2 separate regions of the Danio rerio genome follow, and region 2 is linked to region 1. The links are chromatin contacts, called in public HiChIP or PLAC-seq maps. All regions are on one chromosome and are shown on one strand. Each heading gives the region's core, a stretch centred on a gene start, on an enhancer-like site or on the middle of the called end of the contact. The rest is flanking DNA. Distances are from core to core; before and after follow the strand shown.

Region 1 (3,529 bases), core at 369-2,868:
AGGGTCTGATCACATGAAACTTGCAGAGAAAACTTCAAGTCACTGTGAGCTAGTGAAAATGAACCACAGTTTGTCACAAAACCACAGCAGTAATAGATGAGAAAGTCAAGTGTAACTTTAGTGTCATTCCGCCACATGTGTGGACAATTTCAGTGAGGGGGAATTGACTGAAGTTGAAGGCTCTTCCAGCCTGTGGGAAGAAGTGGTTGAGTAGTCTAGCTGAGCAGGCTCTAATACTTCGAAAGCTTCTTCCGCCTCCCCCCCGGTCTATACTTGGTGTGTCCCACAACAAGTTTATTGGTACTAAATCACTAATAGTTATTTACACAATTATTATTTTTTTCTTACTTTTTTTTCTTAGTTTTCATGGAAACTATGATGGATTTTACCTACTTTTGAGAAAAAGAAAGGTCAAAATAATATTTATAATTGATTTGCTATCTTTTATTTATAAATATATTTACTTTCACTCTTGAACAATTTATTTTGATCAGTGAAAGTAAATACAATTTTAACCAGCCTTTTGAATGGTATTGTAGCAGTTTCCTAAACTAACAACAACAGTAATAATATTAATAAATGTTTATTTTTTTAGGAAATACTACAATTTTATTCCAAGACTACACTTTTTAAAGTATTATGCACTGAAAAAAATTATTTCTGCAAAATTGTAGCAAACAATTTGTGTTGAATTTAAGCTAATTAAATTTAATTTAATTTAGAAGTTTTAATTTTATATCAAATTACTGTAAGTAATTTTCAACTTAATTTGTTTGTTTAAATTCAGCCCAAATCAATTGTTTACAACTGCTTACCCTAAAAATAACGAGTGCAAAAATTTTGTAAATCCAAGGAATCATTTTTGAATCATTTTTTTTTGTCACTGAACTAACTTTCAATGTCATGACGTTCACCCGTTGCTCTCCCAACACCAGTGTTTTGAAGAGCAGGATAACTTAATGACTCAATAGGCAAATTAAAATAATTTGCAGTGGATTCTTTATGAATGCTCCAATGACAGCTCTTGTACCTTTATTTCTGAGAATGTAAATTATAATAAATTGCAGTGGATTCTTTATTAATGCTTCAATTATAGTTTGCTGTGCTTAATCATGCTTAAAATTTTGCTTTTAACCACAAATTACATGAATTAAAATATAAAAACAACTCTTAAATAAATGAAACTAAACCTCATTCTCTTTAGCTTTTAGCAGGTATTAATCTGCTGTTAATGTTTCTTAACTCTTATGCACTTGCTTCATTAAGCAGTTATTGCTATTTTGTCTTTTCTTCACCTCTTGTTGTTATTTGCATTTTACAGTATGTAAAGCATTTTGCTCAGCTGTTTTGAATGTGCTCTATTAATGTAGGCTAACAGCCAATAACATTTCACAATTTCACTGTTTATGCAGCATTTGTGAGCAGAAGCATATAATAAAACATTACAAAACTTTACATGTTCCAAACCTTTGACTGGTAGTGTAGCCTGCTTAACACGGTGTTTGTCACTTCTGTGCTTTCAAAACTGCATTAAGAATCAGGAAGTGTGACTATAGGATCCTTTGGACTGAAGACACTCCTTCGCCCCTATATAAAAAAAAAACCTTCAAGTTGTTCCTGCTTCGCTGTCAGCAGCTTCAACGAGAGTGACCCAACTGTGAGGAACCATGGCGGAATCTTTCAAGGAGCAGCTGCAGGAGGCTTTTGAGGATCTGGGTGCTGATAATCTTAGAAAGTTTAAAAGCAAACTGGGCGATCGGAGGCAGGAACCGCGCGTCACAAAGTCTGCAATCGAAAAGCTGAAAGACGAGATCGATCTGGCTGATTTAATGGTCGGCGTGTTCACATCAAAAGACGCGGTTTCTGTAACAGTGGAGATTTTGAGGGCGATCAAGTGTAATGCAGTAGCAGATGATCTATTGAGGAACACAGGGCAATGTAAGTGCAATTGCTATGAATAGATAATAATGCAAAACTAAAATACAGAAGGCGTTTAAGTCTGAAGAAAGCAACTTAAATTTAATCAGAATTGGAATTGTGTATGTACTGTTTGTTAATTGCAAGTTAAAACAACGTAAAAGAATGCAAAACGCAAGTCTGAAGGCGGGAAATTCAGACAGAGGTTTAATCAGATTGACTATGCAAGTTGCAAGCTAAACAACGGAAAATAAATAACATTGCTTGTTTGCAAATAGTTCTTTTTCAGACTTGTGTAAAAGGAAATCAAATTGTAAAATATATTCATTAAATAATTTGCATATATGTTTCCAAACTTAAACTTAGTTTTTACTTTCAATTTCTCTTGACGTCCACTCATTGTCTTCCAGTTCAGTGTTTTGTAGAGCAGAATATCTTAATGACTTACTAGTCTTAAAAGTGGATTCTTTATTAACAAACACCCCAATCTACCTTTAGTTTTATGTGCAATTGAATGTGCAAAATGAATATTTGCTGTAATTAACCCAATCGCTTTTATTGTTTTTCAGCAGAAAGCAAAGGTGCTCCCTCTGATGGTGAGTAAGCGAATCACTTCACTAATCGGCAATGTGGCAGGCCGTTTAAACATTCAGTAGGGGAGAGTGGGGCACTAAGTAACACTTTTTAGTTTTGGCCAAATAATGAACAAAGTAATGGGGTTAGACAAACCATTTGTTTTTTGTTTTTTTACCAACAACACACAAACCTCTCCTACTAATGAGCACAGGTTGTATGATCGCCAGACTTATGGCTTCTGTGCAGTATTGCCAAAAATGCCAGGAGTAAAAATGTTGTTATTTACCCCACCTGTGAGGCAGGGTGTAACAGAGAGAGGTTTAGTTGTTACACGTGCTTAAAAATGCAGATTTTACACAATTAATTTAAATCCAGTTTACTTGAAATAGTAGCTTTATTTCCTCAGTACTTAGCTCAATTAATTTTTTATTCTACAAAGCACAGTGTGTTTATTTAATTATTTATTCATTGGATAAACACATTTAGATATATTTGGATTATTATCCATTATTATACCATGTTTTTATTTCTAGTATTAACAATATAATATATTTTTTGTCTAATAAAAATATTGTGTTTTCCCTAAAACTGGCTAGTGTGTTTTTACATCTTTCAAAATGGTCAATTTTTTTTAGCCTGGAAGATGGTGATCGCAACAATATAAGATTTTACAAACATACTTTTACAGATTTAATTAAATACAAAAATATTGACTATAATAAAAAATACTTTTATGCTGCAAAAATGTTTCTCTTCCAAATTTTTCCAAACTTTTTTAATAATTGGCAGGAAGACATCTGCCGACACTGGTGAAAAAATCGGAAGCATGCCATGGTCATCCCTGAGCAAACACATTAAAAGTCTGTGTAACATTTTACCCCAAAATACTTTGTGCCCCACGCTTCCCTTTATAGATTTGCTGCAATAGTGTTTCTCAACCATGGTCTTGGAAGACCTTCAGCTCTGCATATTTCCATGTCTCCTTAACCAAACACACCTGATTGAGATCATCAGCTCATTAGCAGAGACCAGTGGC
Region 2 (3,529 bases), core at 471-2,970, 160 kb before region 1:
GGACACAATATACCTACACACAGTTCTGACCAAACAGCTGACAATAGAGGATTTTCATCATGGGTTCAGAAACAAGCAAAAAAAGAAAACATTTAAAATTTCGTTTTTTTATTAAATAGAAATTTATGCATGTATTATAACCAAATGTTTTAATAGTAAATATTTTTAGTAAAATTAGTAGTAAAAATGTATTGAACTATTTTATACATCGTTTTCAGTGCAACTGAAGATATGAACTGACTCTACTTCTTTCTTTAACCACTAGATGGCGTAAGATCGGAATGTAAGACAGAGGTAAAGGTAGCGCTGTGAACTTTCACCTTGAATTTGATGACGAACTTCCTGCATGTTTAAATTTTAGTAACCTAGGTTGACCTGACGCTTCGGTTAATTCATATATTATTAATACATATACTTTTTTGTTTTGTGGTAAACTACGGGGGGACTCCAACATGTTTAAAATTGTAGAGGGGGGAAACATAAGGGTCCATTTCGCGCACGGTCTAATCGTTCCCACAAAACTCCTACGGACGTAGGAGACGCTTACAATGCGACAGAAAGGTTATGAACAATGCAGATCTGTAAATATGTTTGCGGTGAATGTCTTGTGTGGGGGAGTTGGTCATATTTGTGACCTTGTCTTTTTATCCTGTTGGCACATGACACATTTAGACCGTTTTAAATGGTGCCATCGGTATGAAACAAAGGAATTCATGTAATAGTGATGAAAGAGGATGTGTATAAAGACCTTAGATAACTCAATCAGCTCCACATCCATTGCACGACCCCCTTTTCGATAAACTCTTCCTCAAGGAGCGCGTACCCCCACTATTCTGATTAGGCGCGTGCACGATGTGACTATGCAACAGATATTTTTAAGCAACTGTTTTCCAGTGTCAATATTCACTAATATAACGTTAATTTTTCTGGCTAAGGAGAAATGTTATATGGCATGTTTAAAAGCATTACAACGTGTTATCCCGCTTCTGCTGTTAAATCCCATTCTTTGAGCGCCAGAACACTAAAATGTGACTTCTTCTCATGTAATGCACGTGTAAAACCCAAAAATGTTAATCAGAAAACTTTTCGCAGTCCCACCACCTGTTGTGCTAAAAGACAGATATTGTGCTAAATTAAGATAAGTTTTCTTAGTCATCGTCATAACCATTTATGGTGGTCTCCGGTTAACGTTAGCTCTGTAAGTAAAGCTACTTCACCTCTACATTGCCTCGGCATTGTTCAATATGCCTTGGCTTCAAGGAACTTAACACTTTATAATTGCTCGAAGCGGGCCAAAAAGCCACTCCATTGCGCGTTTTCTAAATTATTATTCCCGTAAACGCATCGTTTTCCTCCCCTGCACAAGCAAATGCCGAGGCAAATCACGCTAACAGCCGCTGGGTGCAGCCCGTTGTCGGGTTTGTTTAGGCGGCCATTTTGTGAACACTGCACACACACTGAAGCGAGCGCGCTTTGTAGCGGGGACGCGCTTTACCGTGCAGACCCTCTCCAGCGACAAGCAGCCGCGGAGCCGATCCGAGATTAACGGGCAGTGAGGGGGGGGTCCCTGGCGAATGCACATCGCGGTGCGACGAAGAAACCCCAGTTTTTAGTTCATCCGTTTTTCTTTCTTTTTCCTTTTTTCATTTAATCACTCTTCTTCTCACCCCTCCACCCCCTCTCTGCTGCTGCAACTGCACCGCGAGCGCGCCGCTACTACACTGCCGCTGCTGGGCGATGTGAGCGCGGTTAGCCTGAGCGCTAGCCGCCGAGACCCGCACCAGCACTAACCGCGAGCTGCTTCTGAACGAGCTCCAGAAGACACCACGATAAGGCGGAATATCGCGGACCACCAAGAGGCGGCTGTCACGGTTGCATGTACTGCTGCTCACCGGACTGGCGGTTGGCCGCGCCGGGGGTTTTGAAGACGCCGCCGCCTCGCTTCTCCGTGCTTTTGGGAAACTGAGAAAATACAAACAAATGTGCTGAAGAGGGATTGTAGAGCCTCTACAAGACTACAGCGTGCGCGGTTCGTCTTTTTCGGAAGACGATCGCAGCAACCCGTCCGAAGGGGTGGCGGTTCGGGGGGAGGGGGGTCGTTTTGCCGGTTTTTCGGTCCGCCCCGGTACCTGTGTGGCGGAGGTTCGGACGGTAGAGGAGGAATACTGGTAATGGCTGCTTCGGGAAGCTGGACACGAAGCTGAGGTAAGACTACAGTTGGTTTCTTCACTAGTACCGTTAACGTGTCTTTCAAACGAGATGCTCCCAGCCGGTTCCTGCAAGACACCGTGTTCCCGAAGACGCCTGATGCACACAGGCCGGGGCTTTGGGCAGGGGAATGGGGAGGGAGTGGGGACATCTGTGTGTATGTGTGTGTGTATACGGCTTGTTACTTCATGTAAACTGGGTCAGATGCAAAAGACCATGGGCAGGTGTTTAAACGTTATCCTCCCGGTGCCATCCAGAGAGCAGCGGCTCAACTCATGGCAGCCAGGTTGCTTGTCAGTGGATGTGATTTGCAATGATTAAAACCATGCACAACATCTTTCCCCAACCATTACGGCCGCTAAACCGCTTATTATGTGATATATGTGCAAAATAAGCATCGGTCAAATCCACTGCATGGATCGCGTTTTTGCAGCCATGCACCCATGAACATGTTCGATTATGAGACCTTCAATGCATCTTTCGATTATCGCTTTTCATTACTCAGATTGATGAGTCAGGTTAGCCCATCACGTTTGCTTTAGACACCCAGTCGTCATTTAATGCTTGTTTAAAAGGAAAAAAGAGGGTAAAATCACAGAGCATTAGTTCGGCCACAATTACATTAATGCAAAACTGCGGTGTTGCATGGGATGCAAATCTTGTGCACAGAATGCCTGAAAGCTACTGAAATCTGACAGATATCGTATTGGTTTTCAGTGCATTCGTTAATACATTTACTGTTTCACAAACCATAAGATCATCCTAGGTCATTTTGCTAGTTAAATCGCGACTTTATTCCAGGCATCTCCATAAAGAGGGTGACGTTACAATTTTCTTCCTAATGTTCATACGTGCACGAGCATGTTGCTTGTAGGTGAAGATATATGGTCGATTCTTATTACTGTCCACCTCTAGAATACATTTGGATGTGGCATATTCACCCAGGTCTCTATTTAGCCCAGTGAGTGTGGATAAATCTGGCTTATGCCTACACCCCTCATCTCCATAGCGTTTTCTGCAAGGCTTCTGCTGTGGTGCTGAAGTAGCAATGCCGGTTCAAAATGGACACACTTTGTGCTTCTGTTCTTCTTTTGCATGTTGCCATCTCGATCAGCCTTCTCACTGCATCATTAGACACTGTCACCTTTGGGAATGGTCTAAGCATGCATATTGTGAATGTGTTAAATAGGATTCCACCTTTGGTTAAAGACCAGGTAGATTTTTTATATTTCAGAACAAAAATGGGTGGAATCATTTAGGTTGTAGGTGAAACTATGATTAAGCCTATTGGAACTACTTTCTGCTATCCATTTTCTCACTT

Evidence for each region. HiChIP or PLAC-seq counts read pairs in DNA pulled down with a chosen protein or histone mark.
Region 2: a contact with region 1 is called in an H3K4me3 HiChIP or PLAC-seq map of gastrula embryo, with 2.5 times the contacts expected there. The contact joins the promoter of dyrk1b here to the promoter of pycard in region 1. A contact is called at or near these places in 2 of 4 datasets of contacts at active chromatin or transcription factors (embryo and gastrula embryo).

Annotation. Positions count from the first base shown.
Region 1 is chr16:46,411,025-46,414,553 of GRCz12tu, reverse strand. It overlaps pycard (PYD and CARD domain containing), which reads left to right and starts at 1,618. Exons shown (of 5, transcript NM_131495.3): 1 at 1,618-1,938; 2 at 2,487-2,513. The coding sequence starts at 1,668.
Region 2 is chr16:46,573,067-46,576,595 of GRCz12tu, reverse strand. It overlaps dyrk1b (dual-specificity tyrosine-(Y)-phosphorylation regulated kinase 1B), which reads left to right and starts at 1,720. Exons shown (of 12, transcript NM_001168265.1): 1 at 1,720-2,205.